Regions from separate parts of the Rattus norvegicus genome. Here region 2 is linked to region 1. A link is a contact called in public Hi-C data. All regions are on one chromosome and are shown on one strand. Each heading gives the region's core, a stretch centred on a gene start, on an enhancer-like site or on the middle of the called end of the contact. The rest is flanking DNA. Distances are from core to core; before and after follow the strand shown. Region 1 overlaps Sorbs2 (sorbin and SH3 domain containing 2). Region 2 holds the start of Sorbs2 (sorbin and SH3 domain containing 2).

Region 1 (7,474 bases), core at 2,804-5,303:
AGATCTGGGGCACTCAGACGGGGTGCGGGGACACAGCTCCTGGGCGGAGGGGAAGGGCTACGCAGGCCATCTGTTGAGGGTGACACTGGGAGAGGCTTCCGGCTGGGTTCCCTGGGAACAGGTGTCGGAGTTGTTGGGAGAGGGGGCTGTAAGAGAGAGGGGTGAGGAAACACTGGTTCGTTAGACAGGGGCTCTTGATGGAACCTGGAGGGTACCAGCTGATGTTAGTCCTGGAGACTAACATTTCAGGTTGGTGCTGTGGCTTGGGTTACTGTGGAAAGCAGATCTCTTATGAATGGCCCACCATACCAAAGACCTGAGGGTCACAAGTCTCTCCAAAAGTGAAGAAATATCTCATTTTGTGATTCAATCTCCCCCTGTTGACTTGGAACCTAAGGAGGGTGTGGGTAAAATTAGGCTTAGCACCTAAATTACCCTTAGTGGGTAGGGGAGGGAGGGTATGGGGAGTAACTGACTTGCATCTCAAGGGGTTTATGAATGTTGGGTTTAAGATAGAAATGCTTGGGTTGTTAACACGAACATTGAGAAAAACAAGCACAATTACTTTAGCAGTAGAAGGTAGACGCACAGCCTTTCCTTAACCGAGCTAACATTAACCTTTAATTTTTTTTTTATGATACATACCAGGCTAGATGGTGTCACGGTGGTTGCTTTTCTATAAAATGATGCTCAAAGTACTGAATGTGTCCATAGCTATGTCTTTGATATCTCCCATGTCCCTAATTAAATATGTATAGTTGCATTGCATAATAAGTCAGAAAAATTCTAAGGAAAGTTACTTGGTTCCCTAAAAGCCATTTGTGCCAATGAATAGAAAAGCTGTGATGCCCACAGTACCATCCAGGAGGGCTGCTAAACACCCACCACTTCAATCCCATAATATTCTCTTAGAACTCTTAAGGAGCTCAAGGGTTGCCACTGAGTAGCTCTATAACCCATAATGCTGGGGCACTGGAATATACCACATTAACAAAGACACCATTTTCTCATGAGCTTAGTAGTAGTGAAACATTGGAGTATTTCATCGTTATTACATACTATTACATGCCATTACATAATATTACATACCATTACATACTACTGTAGTGTTTTCTTGTCATTACAATGATAGAAACGTTGGAGGCATCGTAAGAAAACAGTGCAGAGACCAAGTTTCTGCAGTGTATTAATGGTAGTGATTATAAAGACTGCAGAATTGCTGAGAGTTGCTGTGACCAATGACAAGTGAATACACTTCACAGTGGCACGCTTGTACAGTGGTTGATGGCATCCCAAAGCGGGTATCCAGATGGGCACGTACAGGAATGAATGTGCATACAAAATACTACACTGTTGGTCAGGCATTGAAAAGTGCCTTTAAGAATTTAATATTACTTTTAGTATTGAGTATTTGATTATGAGCTTATTTTTGCCATAATTAAAACTATTGAAGAGGCTAATATTCGATCAGAATGATCAGTATTGTGGAAGCTCTGAGATAGTTACTCTAATTTATGTCAACCTTTGATTTCTTTTTTTTTTTTTTTTTTTGGTTCTTTTTTTCGGAGCTGGGGACCGAACCCAGGGCCTTGCACTTCCTAGGTAAGCGCTCTACCACTGAGCTAAATCCCCAGCCCCCAACCTTTGATTTCTACTTCAAAATTAACAGTGAAATCTGTTAGAAAGAATACCTCCCGGTAACCAATTCCCACTGGCTTAAAAGAAAGACATGAATTTATAGCTACTTCCCATTGAATTAAAATTTGTGATCCACTAGTTATAGGAGCGTTAAAATTTTGTTAGCGATAAAAATGTTACTTTTCTTCAATTATTAGACAAAGCCACCTGAAACATATAATTATTTCATAGGATTACATTGTTAGAACCTTTATCTCCAGTTAACATTAGAGAGGGTTGGTCAGTAAGTTTTGTATAGTTCAGAGAGCTATACTGTCTCCTTAACAGAAGAGAAACCTGGAATTCTCTCAAACTCTATAGTTTCTATTGCTGGATATCAAGTGTCTATTTAAAAGGCTTCTTCTCAGCTACTGTTGGGATGACCTACATCCAACTAGAGTGTTTTATTGTGCTCAGGGAAGATAGGAATTTGTCAGAACAGTGGTTTTCAACCTGTGGGTTTCTTGAGATCATTGGAAAACATTTATATTTGCATTATGACTCATAATAGTAGCAAAAATACAGTTATGAAGTAGCAACAAAAATAATTTTATGGTTGGAGGTCACCACAACATGAGGAATTGTGTTAAAGGGTTGAGAACCAGTATTAAAGGGGAAAAAAATTGTTTCAAAACACTGTGAACACTAGGGGGCAAACTTACTAAATCAATAGACAAGCTTTTTAGCTTGGCCTTGACTTAAAAGAAAATCAACCACAAACTGATGGTCCACATTCTCCGTTGTGGGGGTACGTTTCTGTAATAGAATCTGGGGAAAGGAGCAGAGAGCTATCATTGTGCTCCAACCCCGAAAATATTGATTTCATTAGAGAGAAAGGGTTCTAACTTATTAAAGCTTCAATACAGAGAGTGAACAACTTGCTAAAAACTGTACAGAGAGATAGTAGCACAGGAAGTCCCCCAGACTGCACCGTGTCACCCTCAGCAGTTCTGGAATGGAGTGTGGGGTACCCATTTGAACAGAGCCTTGGCTTTACTGGCTGGGTGGGCGGGCACACACTTCAGTTGCTGGTATTAGGAGCCAGCGGGAAGAGGATGGCGAGTTTGAAATCAGCCTGGACTGCACAGAATAACCTTATCTCAAAAGAACATAAGACAAATAACCTCAACAAGATAACCCTTAAGAAATAGACACCCCCAAAAAGGAGACGCCAGAACTAGAATTGTCTAGTTGATTATCTTAGTTATACAATAATTGGATGTGTTCTGTATCAATCCAGAATGGCTCCTACAGGCCCAGAAACGCTATAAAGTCAGTGACACATATACAGACTGTCTGATAACTGAAGCATAGGCGTAGGATCTCTGTCAGTGCTCCCTCAGTTCCCTCACATCAGAGAAACTCCTCTTCTTCATAGGAATCCACTAGGGGACAGCTACCTCTCAGAGTAATTCTTGTAATGGCAAGAGAGCAGCTTCCGATGGACGTCTCCTCACTCTGTTTTTTTTCTGTCAGTTCACAAGCCTAGCAACCTTCTGCTCACACAAACCATCCATCTCCAGAGTGAGAAGTGCTTAAGATGAGCTTGCACCAGGACTCACATGGGATTGGTCTTAAAAGCTCCATAGAATGCGTGGTTTTTAAAAGTTTTCCAAACTTAAAAGCCTTTTGCTGCTTCTCAGTCTTCCTGCTGGATGCACATGTTGTGTGCTAACACACCAGAGACCCCGGGAGTTTGTTCTTGTAAATGCTCATTGGGTTTTAAGCGTCAAGGCACGGGTTGCTATGCTTTCTGGTTCACAGAAAATACTATTGTGTAATGGGATAATTCTTCACGGGTCAAACCATCAGCTATAACATCTCAGATTTTTATAGCTTTTATAATCAAATAAATATTTATGAGCTTCGAAGAAATGCATTTGGTTTTTGTCTTTCTGGTAAAAAATAGGATGAAGGAAATATCCCCCGTGACCTCCCCAGGGCATGAGGAGTTCTGCTTAAGCAGAATTGTTCCCTCATAGAAGGTGAGCTAAAGTTATTTTTGTGAATTCCATCTGTGCATCGTGATGGAGACTCACTGGGCCTCACAGATAGATTCGATCTCACCATCTTCTATCCACCAACTGCAAAGGTAACATCAGTTCTATTCACTGAGTTGCTCAAGGAGGTATTCACTACCTAGGTACCCCATGCCAGGCATTGAGTTGGGTGTGGAAGATAAGTGATACTATGTCAGTCAAGGTGAGGACCCAGGCAGGTGGACAGGTGCGTGGTAAGGATGTCTCCAGAGACAAGAAAAAGTCAAGAGAAAATGTGGGACTGCTAGGCTTTTAAAAAAGAAATGGTGGATTTACTAATCAGGGAAATGAATGGGCCGTGTCAACTCAGACAATGGACAATTGTGGACCGGATGGGCTGTGACATTTCTCCTTGTGAGTAGGAATGTTAAGCTCATAGAGGGCGAAGGGGATCCAAGAATATAGGGAAGCTGACAGGCTTGCTGGAAATCAAGGAGAACAGCATAGAACAGCCTAGTGCTTGTTTACCATTTTCAAAAATTAGAACTGAAGAGAACAAAGGGATTCTCTCAAAATACCTGAGTAAAAAGTCAGAAGATGCCGTCATGAGGCCCTGAGACTCATGCTTCTCTCAGTTAGCAAAGCCACCCTCTCTCTCCTGCAGTCCAAGCCTTCAAGACACTCAGCTGTTCTCAAATACCCTCGCCCAGTTGGCTCTTTGGTTTGTTTTGTATTCGTTTTTTTGTTCCAATTTAAAGTGGGATAAATTCAGGATTGATTTTTTAAAAGAAGATAATAGTCTAATCCTATAAAAACAATAATTTAACAAGGCTTGGCCAAAATTATATCACTAACTCTCTCATATCATTTGCCATAACTCTAGCTCCCAATAAAATAGTTTCGGAGAGGAAAAAAAGTACGCCTTGTGTTCTCATTTCCTTCCAAGATGCCAGTTCCTCCCATTCATCTTTTCCTGTGGCGGAAGAGGTTTATTCAGAGCAGAATCTCTGCCCATGCTCATGGCTTCTGACCGCCCTATCCTCTTGGACCAGTCAAGAATACGCATCTTGCATTATAACTACTCTGAACCCAGCTTTCTGGTAAAGTAAGCAACATGAACTTTTTCTAAGTTAGCCACTAATTATACAATACTTGAAAGCAACCAAATAAATTATGGTGAGTACTAGTAGCCAAAGGCTTCCTGTTCAGAGGAGACGACATGGTAGTGGGGAAGCCACGCAAACATCTGCCTCTGCTTGACTGGTTCGAGCACATGCTAGCTACGTGGCCATGTGGCGTTTGGTGAGTGCTGCCCCAGTCTCTTGATCTGTAAAGGAGGAAGTTAGTGCATCTACTTTATAGGGTTGTTGGGAAGGCTTCAGAAGATAAAGAAACTATTATTAGTTATAGCATGTAGTGCTATCATTATGATTATTGTTATTAGTAGATTAAACCAGAGAGCCTTCAAAGCTTGCACCCAAAGGGTTGTGGAAATATCAGCCACAATGAAAGGACCCTAAAAATGAGCTCTAACAAGGAGAATTCTTTAGGTGTGTTTCTATTTTGGCCATTTAAGACATCTCTTATCTTTAGTCATACCATAATCCCAAGAGCTTCATGAATCATTAGAGTCCTATTATAATTTAATCTAATAAAAATTTTCAGGAGTAATATTATATTCCATTGAATTTTGGTTTGGAAATTTCACTTTCTTTATATTCAAACAGACCACTTAGGGAATGGGTTAAAATCCAGATCCTGGGATCAGTAATGTTCCCCTCACTTGCAGTCTCTCTGTTGCAGCCTTACCATGCAATGAAATCTGAATTCTTTGAAGAAAGGCAGTTGAATTGTGTGACTGGAAGATCTTTGAACAGACTCAAGAACACAGCCACAAAACACAGGGTGGCATTCCAACTCTAAATCAGGATTTTCCACTCTAAATCGAGGTTACTCATGGTCAAGGCTGCCCAACGAAATCTCAGGGCCAACCTTGCCCTCTCTGCACTGTGTGATGGTGGTGTGTGAGCCGGAAGAACTCACAAAGGCAATACCAACCGGTTTATGTGGGATGGAGTTTGGACATACAGGGGAACTGCAGAGTTTTAAGGAGGTCTTGAGGACACTGATCTCCAAGAAACAAACAAGGGAAGAAAACAGGAAGGAGGGCCAGGGAAGAAGCTGCTGTTAGATTTAATTGGAGGCAAGTGACCTTTTCCAAGTCCATACCCTGTTTACTTTGTATGTCCCTCAAATAAACAAAACAGACTATAAAGAACAATACGGTCTTGATCCAGTAAAATGGAAGCTTGAGGCTCGAGGTAACCTGAGAGGGATTTAATAAAAACCAATTAAATGACTTGTTATGAGAAGTGTGTTGGGGAAGATTTCCTCTTTAGTGAGCTAAATAGTGGGTAGGAATCCAACATAGAAGTCAAGGGGTTCATCTGCCTGGGTCTGTACATCGGATGCAGACTCGTGATTTTCCTCACGGGCACGATAGAATAGCAGAGCAGCATTTCCTGCATGAGTGCTGTGATTAGGCACAGCTAGCAGAGCTAATGGTGATGAGGCTTGCCTATAAGCTACTAAAACACCTCTTTCAGTTCAGAGACAAGATATGCAAATCATGGCTAAAAATAAAGACAGTTTCTCGACAGTGTCAAATAAATAAATGGGACAAGATTCAGGTTCACTCGGGACCCCTGTGGCCTAGCAAGCTGGCTCTTGGATCAATGACAAGTGCTTACGGGTCTTTCGTGCTGCAGGATGGATGACTTCCCAGGCTCGTATTCAAAAATACTCCTTGGCTCCGATCGAAATTTCCTGGTGTCCACCTTTCTGTCTGGGGGATCCCAGTCATGCCTGTCAATGAACAGCAAACCACATTGAAAGCACCGTGAGATCCCACCATGGCCAAGGTTAATTTTACTAGAACTTTACTGGTTTAGTGTGTGTAGGTGTGTGTCTATGGATTGAGATATTCAGGCTTAATCAACAAGCGGTTTTCTTCCTGAGCCCTGAGAGATTTAAAAACAAAGCAAAACAAACAAACAAAAAACCCCAACAAAACCCTCACACCCTCACACAACATCCCTCTGGCTAAAAAAATATATGAAATTACTATACGTTTAGCTTTATATGAATGACTTATAAAAAACTATCTCTTATACTTCCACCTTTCTTTCTTCACGCTTTTTTTTCAAGTGTGACTATGGATGGAAAAACTCACAAAAGAGGTTTGTAGACGCAAGGACGGTGACTTCTCGTTGCTAGACCCCTGGGTGCTAAGGACATGTGTGTCTGAGTATAAAGTGGCAGTGTGCTCTGTGACGCTTTGTCCGTTTAACCGCCTGGCTTCCTTGATCCCGAGGGATAAGAAATAATGCTCATAGCAGGCTTGACCATTTTTCTTGTGAACAGCATTGGAATGCCCACGTGAGATTTATAGCTGCATCCCTTGGGCTGACACTCATAGGGATAAGCAGAGTGGAGTGGGAGGCCCCTTGGTCTGAGCCTTGAAATACTCTCCCATGGAATCTGATACTTTTTTTTGCATTGATACCACTGAGGGTCTGTCAAGGGCTCTTGGAAACTACATTTTCACAGGAGGATTCAGAACACCAAACTCTTCTGGGCGGTCAGAACCAAATTAGAAAACTTCCCTTGGAGGGGTGGAAGAATCATTCTATATACATTTATTCATTTAATTTTTATTTGAGGGAAAGGACCTTTTATCTTTTGAGTTTGGAAATTCTTTCTCCATGGAATAAGAGGCACAGAGTGCTCTAAGAGAAAAGGAGAAGCAAGTCCTAGGT
Region 2 (7,474 bases), core at 1,451-3,950, 140 kb after region 1:
TTCTCCAGGGTCCACTAAAGTTGGCTGCTCAGAGAGTTTCAGGGAAATCTACAATAGAGGGTGTTAGCATTTGCCAGTGTTTCATAGTGTGTTTTGGAAATTGTAAAATATTTGACTTTGCCAAGAGGAGAGTTGGGGATGGCAGAAATTTATCTAAAACAAAGATAACAAAGATAAGCAAAAACTAGCAAGCAAAGTGTTGAGAGAGGAGGACTCTCTGAGCTCCGTTCCTAGAGCTGTTGGTATCCAAACAGGGTCAGGCTCGGGAGTGACGGTCTGGTCTTCCGTGGCTACCACCTTAAAGGGTTAGCAACGTGGGAAAACAGAGCTGCAAGTTCATCTTCCTGTGAGCTCGCATGCTCCTGTCCCACAAAAGACACCACCAAGGTAACAAGGGACGCCCCTCAGGCGTGCTATAGGTATTCCCACAATCTGCTATAAAGGTTACCCCAAGAGAAATTAGAGTATGATTTTCTTGCCTTGGGTGTGTTTGCTGATTCTAAGAACTCCTTTGGTGGTATCGTAAAAAGGGAGCAAAGTGAAAGGGGATCTTTTTAGGATCCATTTTGTTCTCCCTGAATGATTTAAAACATGGATGAGAAATGTTATTCACAGAACTTAACGGCGGCAGCATTCAGTTACTTTGCCTTCAGAGCTAAACTAAGTACGGTCCCATCATCGTAGCGTTTTAGCCCACAGACCCTTTCCACTCAACCAGAGCCATGTCCACAGGCTTCCTTATCCAGCACACACTCACCTTTCTAAATCTTTATGTCCTAGATACCAATGACAAAAGGAAAATTAAAAAATATCCCCCACCTTGGGCTTTATGACTTGCTCCTCTGAGGCTAGACTAACACCCGAAACAGGTGATCCTTGTTCACATACATCAGTGAAGACATCACAATTAATGCTACTGGGAGACTCCTTATCCAATCTATATTTAGCCATAAAAAGACAGGATAAAATAAACTACTTCTTGGAAAGAGACCTTGGGTAACTATTTATTTGAATTTTGTGGCAAACTCCATCTTTAGCTGATAGCGGTGTTAACAGAAGTTTTCAGCCAAATAATTTTTTATTATTATTATTTTCAACAGCATTATGACTAATCAGACATTCCTGGTACACCAGCGGCAGGACTGAGTCAGAAAAGGCTGAAATGGTGCTAAAGCGGAATTTACTCATTCCTTGACCCGTTCCTCTCCGGGGTGTTTGATTTGGCTGAGCAGTTTCAATCCACGGACCAGCTTGTTCCTAAGAGACTGTAAAGTACAGCAAGGCTTACTGAGGGGCAATTCCCCCATTCAATTCAAAGTCTGCACCACTTGCAGCCAGTGGCCAGCAGCAGACATCACTGCCATTATTGGTGTGTGCCTCGGTAGGAAGTATGTGGCATGTTTTGTTTCACTGTCCTGTGAAATCTATCTACTTGTGAAAACAAAAGAAATTAGGCAAGAAAACAAGTTTCCCTGCCGCATCCTATAGCAGCACTGGAGTTCAGTGCAAAGACTCCATCTCTTTTCTTTCCCTGGATTCTGAGTTTCGGGAGGACAATGGGGGTGTTGTGCTCTGGGGCAGCCTGGCATGCAGGATATTGGGAGAGGAGGTGTGAGCAAATCCCAATACCTACACTGTTTGCTCTCTAACTGCCCCGGATCTAAATCAAACAGCACACCGGGCCATTCAGTCCACAATAAGCAAGTACAAAATCCACGGGCTGTTATGACCTATATAGGGAACAGAATTCCTGACTTTAAAGGTGTGCATAAAGGTATAAAGATTTAAAACATTTATGAGGATTAAAAATAAATGTTCCACAGCTTGCATTCTGCTGGTTTACTGTGTAGTTCTTTTAACGTGTCAAAGGGCAAGTCACAAAAGAATCCATTGTTCTGTCGGACAGAAAGGTTATTGGCTATCAGGTCTGTCCAGAAAGACAAGCCAGGATAGTTTGTTAAAACGATAAATATTTATTTTAAATCCTAACGCAGAACAGCGGCGCTTTTTTTTTCTTTAGCATACAATTTCTGAAACCTCAACTCACCGAGTTAACTCTGTATTTGAGGCACCAATTTGTGGAAGTAATGTGTGTGTGCTCCTCCTTAATTTCAGATCATAACGATCAATGTAGATTTTTTTTCTGGTTAAGTTTTGCTTCAATTTAATTTTTTTTTATGCTGAGCTTTCAAAAGAGGGTTGAAAGGCTTACCTCCGTCAGTCAAGTGGGATGCCGGGAACCCCTTTCTCAGCCGCAGCTTCAGCGTGTAAGAGCAGATGCTCTGTGAGCCAACAGTCTGTTAACAGGAAGCAGGTGAACCCGAGAGCCGCCGCCTGCGTTCCAGCCCAGTGCCCGTCCGAGCACACACCTGCTTTCCCAGACCTGCGGCTCATAAGCAACAGCCTGGCACAGAATCTGTGCTCGCACAGTGCGACCCCCTCCCTTTAGAGCCCCCAGTTCTCTTCAGCTAGGGAGCTGCTGAGATAACTGTGCAGGGAAGACTTGCCTTCCCGAGACAAAACCCTTTCCTGGTGCCCGCGAGCGGAGACGCAGCATTATCACCCTGCAGTCCCCGTTCTCCAATCAGCTAATTGCAACAGCACTCAACAGCTTGTCGCAGGGCCAGCTTGCGGGCACACGTGGCTGCAATAATTGTGCACTAGCGTGCTCACTGTGGCTCTCTTCTCTCCAAAGATTTTTCTTTTTTTCAAAAAAATGCTTCCTCCACAGAAAGGCTTTATGCCACACTGCTTTCCCTAAGTAAAATGGCTGGTCCTCTCAGCGCCTCTGCAGACAGCTCACTGGGTTCCACGGGCTTTCCGTAGCCATAGCAACAGCCAACAGACAGACTTAGCAAGCATGGCTGATCATGTGCAGCGCACGACACAGCTTGTTAATTCCTTTTTTTTTTTTTAAATTAAACTCATCATTTTTCGAAGGAAGGCAGCTTCTGTTACCTTCCTAAATGTTTCACCTAGAGCGCAAGCGCCCTGGGCCTTCACCCCGCCCCCTCTGCTTTTCTAGGGAACTTTTGTTGTATATGTCAGTGTTACAGTGTGACACGATCAAGGAAGCAAGGCTGTATTCTTCTCTATCCAGGTTAATAATATGCATATCGCCGGAGAGGCGCTAATTGGAACCATGGGTGAAACCGGGTTCGACCTTAGAAGGGGCTGGAAGGAGATTGGTACATGAGATGGCTGGGTTTTTTTGTTTGTTTGTTTGTTTGTTTGTTTGTTTGTTTTGTTTTGTTTTCCTGTTTTTTTCCAATGACAATCTTATAGCCAACTTAATTCAAATAAAGCCCCTTGACTTGTGTGTTATATATCGTCAATATAATAATCTAGTCAGATGAGCTCGTTTAGTATTTCTGAATGGTCCACTTATCACGTTACGCAGTCTAAAGCAGAACTTTTAAAAGTTCTATTGCAGTTTCTGTAGGAAATTCTCTTTAATGTAATTATACTTTATCTTTAATTTAAAAATGCTTTGAAAGAATATATATCAAATGAAAAATCCTTTGAGAATTTAAGCATTCCCTTCGAGGCAGGAGTAGCTTGAATTGCATTCCACACTCTCTCAAAAGCCCACCTCCTTGGGGAATCTTCCACGGTTAATGCCATTAACAATTTAAATCTCTAACCCCCCCCCCCCACAGCCCTTTCTATGCTTTAAGGATTGTCTCCAGTCATATTCAATTTGATATATTCTCAACGCAGTGTCTTCCTTAGTTTTGCTTCTAGCAATCAGTTTGAAATGGTGTGTTAACACTTTGGACTTGTAAACAGACAAGTTTTGTTTGCTAGGAGACATTGATTTATATTTCGTGAGGATTGCATCTTTCCTGCCCAAGTTAACATTCCTGTCTTCTGTCCTCATTCCCAGGATCAATATGACAGGAATTCTGTGAATGTAGATTTAGGGAATCCTGTTTCCTCTCCTGTCCAAGCAGATTCATCTTTGAGCCACATAGGATCAGTATGTCCAGTTAGAAGGAGTGAGTGGACCCTTCTGGCTTGGCAAGACTCCCACATTTTATATGGTCACTGGAGTTTTCCTCTGTTAAGTCACCAGGTTTTGCTAGTTCTGAACTGGACACTACAATTCCTCAAGCATGTCTACTCTTCGATTCCAAATGTCCACATTTTGAGTGGCATAAAGGCTTCCTGGACTCCTGAATGTTTCTAGTTCCTGAAAGTTTCTTCTTCTTTTTCTTTTCCTTTTTTTTTTTTTTTTTGAGATATGGGGACCAAACCCAGGGCCTTGTGCTTGCTAGGCAAACGCTCTACCACTGAGCTAAATCCCCAACCCCGAAAGTTTCTTTACTGAACCCACCATCCAGCATCTTTAACCTTAGGTCCAAGCTGTCTCTTTATCCTTCAGAAGACATCTTGCTCAAATAGACCACTCACCAGTGGCACTCTCAAACAGAGCTCACCTCTGTGGCCCCACTGTGCAGGGATCTGTCTCTGTTGTCTGAAGACCTGTTGTGCCTTTTTACTCGTTAACAGATTTTTCTCTGCCACTGCTTGATCCGGCCAATCCGGCCCATTAATTATTGCCTTCTCTACTTGAATACTGCAGCTTCTCAATACATATATTTTCTTGAATGTTAAGATGGGATCTAACTGTGTTGCCTAGGTTGAACTCAACTTCTGAACGGAAGGAATTCTGCCTCTGTCTATTGAAAAGCTGTGACTACAAGGATAAACTGCTATGTGTAGTTTCCTTGATATTGAATGATATCCTACAGCATTGTAAGATTTCATGTGAATCCTGCATTTTAACTCATTTTCAAACATTAATGGATGCAATCATTTCAGGAAAATGGACGTGATTCTAATTAAATGTTGATACTTTATAAAAGATACCAACAAACAGTCAAGGTTATTTTGGGTCTTTTGTATGGCTTTTTTCATATTATGTCTGAAAATGTCTTTATTCTACTTACATGATTGCTTAGTTGGGTATGGAAACCATTAGTCTTTTTTTCGGGGGGATACAAAGGGTCTCCTTCCTTTATCATGCACCTCCTACTCCATTAGGCCATAAATAGTTATTTCTCTAAAGAAGAGGGGCTGAAATCCCCATATTTCATGGGACTAGAAAGCTGGTAGGAACGGAAACCAATCCTTTGATACTTTTTGACCCCTGTTGTCATGTATTCATCTTTATTGGTAGTTAAAGAGTTGTCCCTTATTAACACTGGAGACTGGTTCCAGGACAACCCTCTCTCACCAAGGATAACATAACCATCAGATGTTCAAGTCCTTTATACAAAACTGCATGTTACCATATAGACCACATCTAATTCAATGTAAACGCTATGTGTGTTGTGTTATATTACTTAGAAAATAGTGTTAAGAAGTCTAGATACATTTTTTTTTAATGAGGCAGGTCTCATTAGACTCCAGTGACCTTGAATTTTGTAGTGGTTTGAATAGGTCTCCCTATTCAATAGGTTTGAATGGCTCCCATAGACCCATGTGTTTGAATGCTTGGCTCATAGGGAGTGGCACTACTGGGAAGTGTGGCCTCATTGATGTAGGTGTGGCCACGTTGGAGGAAGTGTGTCACTGTGGGGGTGGGCTTTGAAGTCTCCTATGCTCAAGCTACGGGTTGCGGTCTCCTGCTGCCTGCAGATCAAGGTGTAGAACTCTTAGCTTCTTCTCTTGCTCCATGCCTGCCTGCCTGCTGCCTTGCTGCCTGCCATGACGATAACGGACTAAACTCTGAAACTGTAAGGCAGCCCCAGTGAAATGTTTTTGTTTATAGGAGTTGCTGTGGTCTTAGTGTCTCTTCAGAGCAATGCAATCCTATCCAACACAAATTTGATACATAATTGAGGCTGAATTTGAATTCTTTATCTTCCTGCCCCTGCCTCCTAAGTACTAGTATTATAGGTATGTACCACTGTGTATCACACCACACAGAAGCAGTTTGCAAGTTTTTTATTGGTAATGGATTGAATCTGCTGATGTTGAACCCAATGCTGCAGAGGGCTTCTTAAGTGCAGTTCTGTGTAAGGCTTGGATCCTCACTGGCTTTTCCTTTATATCAAAACCTCTGTCTTCAAACTCTGTAGGCCTACCAACATCTCTCTTGTCCTATGGATCCGTTGCAATTCTATTCTTCTTGTGAAAGTGTTCATTTAGAACTTGCTATAGACAAGCTTCTAGGAGGCAAATCTGGCCTTTCTAGCTCATCTTTCATTGTGAGATGATGACCCCTGCTTGGTCTCACTAGTCAGGATGCTCATTGTCATCTAGTTTTCAAATTTTGGCCGGGGTAGTACCTGTGAAATCATCACTTACTACCGTTTTATTTTGTGTCTCTCTAGTCACTAACAAAATTGAACATCTCTTCATTTGGAGATCTTTTAAATCACCACCTCTGTGAAATTCTTACCAACAGCTTTGCTTGTTTCTTCTGTTGAGGTATTGTCTCACAGTGTAGTTTTAAGAAAAATGTCTATAAGGTAGTTTCAAATTTCTATATATCATGATTACATTTGTTATGTTATTAAAAGTTAATAAGGTATCCACTGACATAAAAAGATAATACATACACTATTTCTGGGTGTGGTTCATTATGAAATAGAATGATGAGTGAGGGTAGGAATTTCCACATAGACATTATGTTCTCTATGAAAGCATATACTACCATACAGTGTAGTCTAAATAAATACACTATATTTATTTAGTAAAATAAATACAGCACATGTTTAGAAATAATATTGGATAAAACAATAAAATTATATAATATCCATGATCTGTCATTCTTTCAAGAGCTGTTATACCTCCGACAAGTTTATATTATCTTTAACTTATCTGTCTTCTACCTATCACCTAATTATCATCTATCTAAGATCTAAGTTATAACACAAATATATCCATCCATATCTATCATCCATCTTTTGTCTGTCTATTATCTACCTACTTACATATCTACCAATTATCATATCTATCATCTATCATGTATCAGTCATCTATTTGCCCTCTAGCTACTATCATCTATCAATATATCGATCTCTATCATCTATCATTATCTATTAGCTATCACTTCTCTCTAAATGAGAACAGTGCAAATATGCCCCATATTAACACCTTGTGAGTCTTAGGTGAAAGATGTTTTTATGTTATTTCACAATTCTTTCTACTTTTCTAGAGCTTTAACAAGCTTTTCTTTTCATGTTGCCAAGTTTTTTTTTTAATGGAATAAAACATAGCACTTGGAAAAAAATAAAAAATAAAAAAAAACGTAGCACTTGGAATAGATAATCATTTTAAGGTTAAGGCAACTTGATGGCACGCAACTTCTTAGTGAAGTTAAAAATGACGATCAATAAACTATGAACTAAGGTATTATTGTTGTTCTTATTAAAAAACTATTTTGGTGAAAACTATTGAGAATATCTTGTACTTTCTTGAAAAGAATTTGCCGTCTCCCTGCATCTGCTGCTTCCTGGTGTCT

The links. A called contact is a pair of places that touch in the nucleus more often than the background predicts.
Region 2: a Hi-C map of Schwann cells shows a contact between it and region 1, with 5 times the contacts expected there. The contact joins the promoter of Sorbs2 here to the enhancer-like site in region 1. A contact is called at or near these places in 2 of 12 Hi-C or Micro-C datasets (Schwann cells and frontal cortex) and 1 of 1 datasets of contacts at active chromatin or transcription factors (oligodendrocytes).

Annotation. Positions count from the first base shown.
Region 1 is chr16:53,211,953-53,219,426 of GRCr8, forward strand. It overlaps Sorbs2 (sorbin and SH3 domain containing 2), which reads right to left. Exons shown (of 23, transcript NM_053770.3): 12 at 6,407-6,521. Among named protein-coding and RNA genes, the nearest start is that of Pdlim3, 99 kb to the left of the region's middle. Within about 2 kb of position 4,054, at least 3 of the 93 cell types and tissues checked have an H3K27ac peak or open chromatin away from gene starts, as enhancers often do. A contact at or near this core is called in Schwann cells, where this site is marked.
Region 2 is chr16:53,356,283-53,363,756 of GRCr8, forward strand. It overlaps Sorbs2 (sorbin and SH3 domain containing 2), which reads right to left and starts at 2,701. Exons shown (of 23, transcript NM_053770.3): 1 at 2,213-2,701.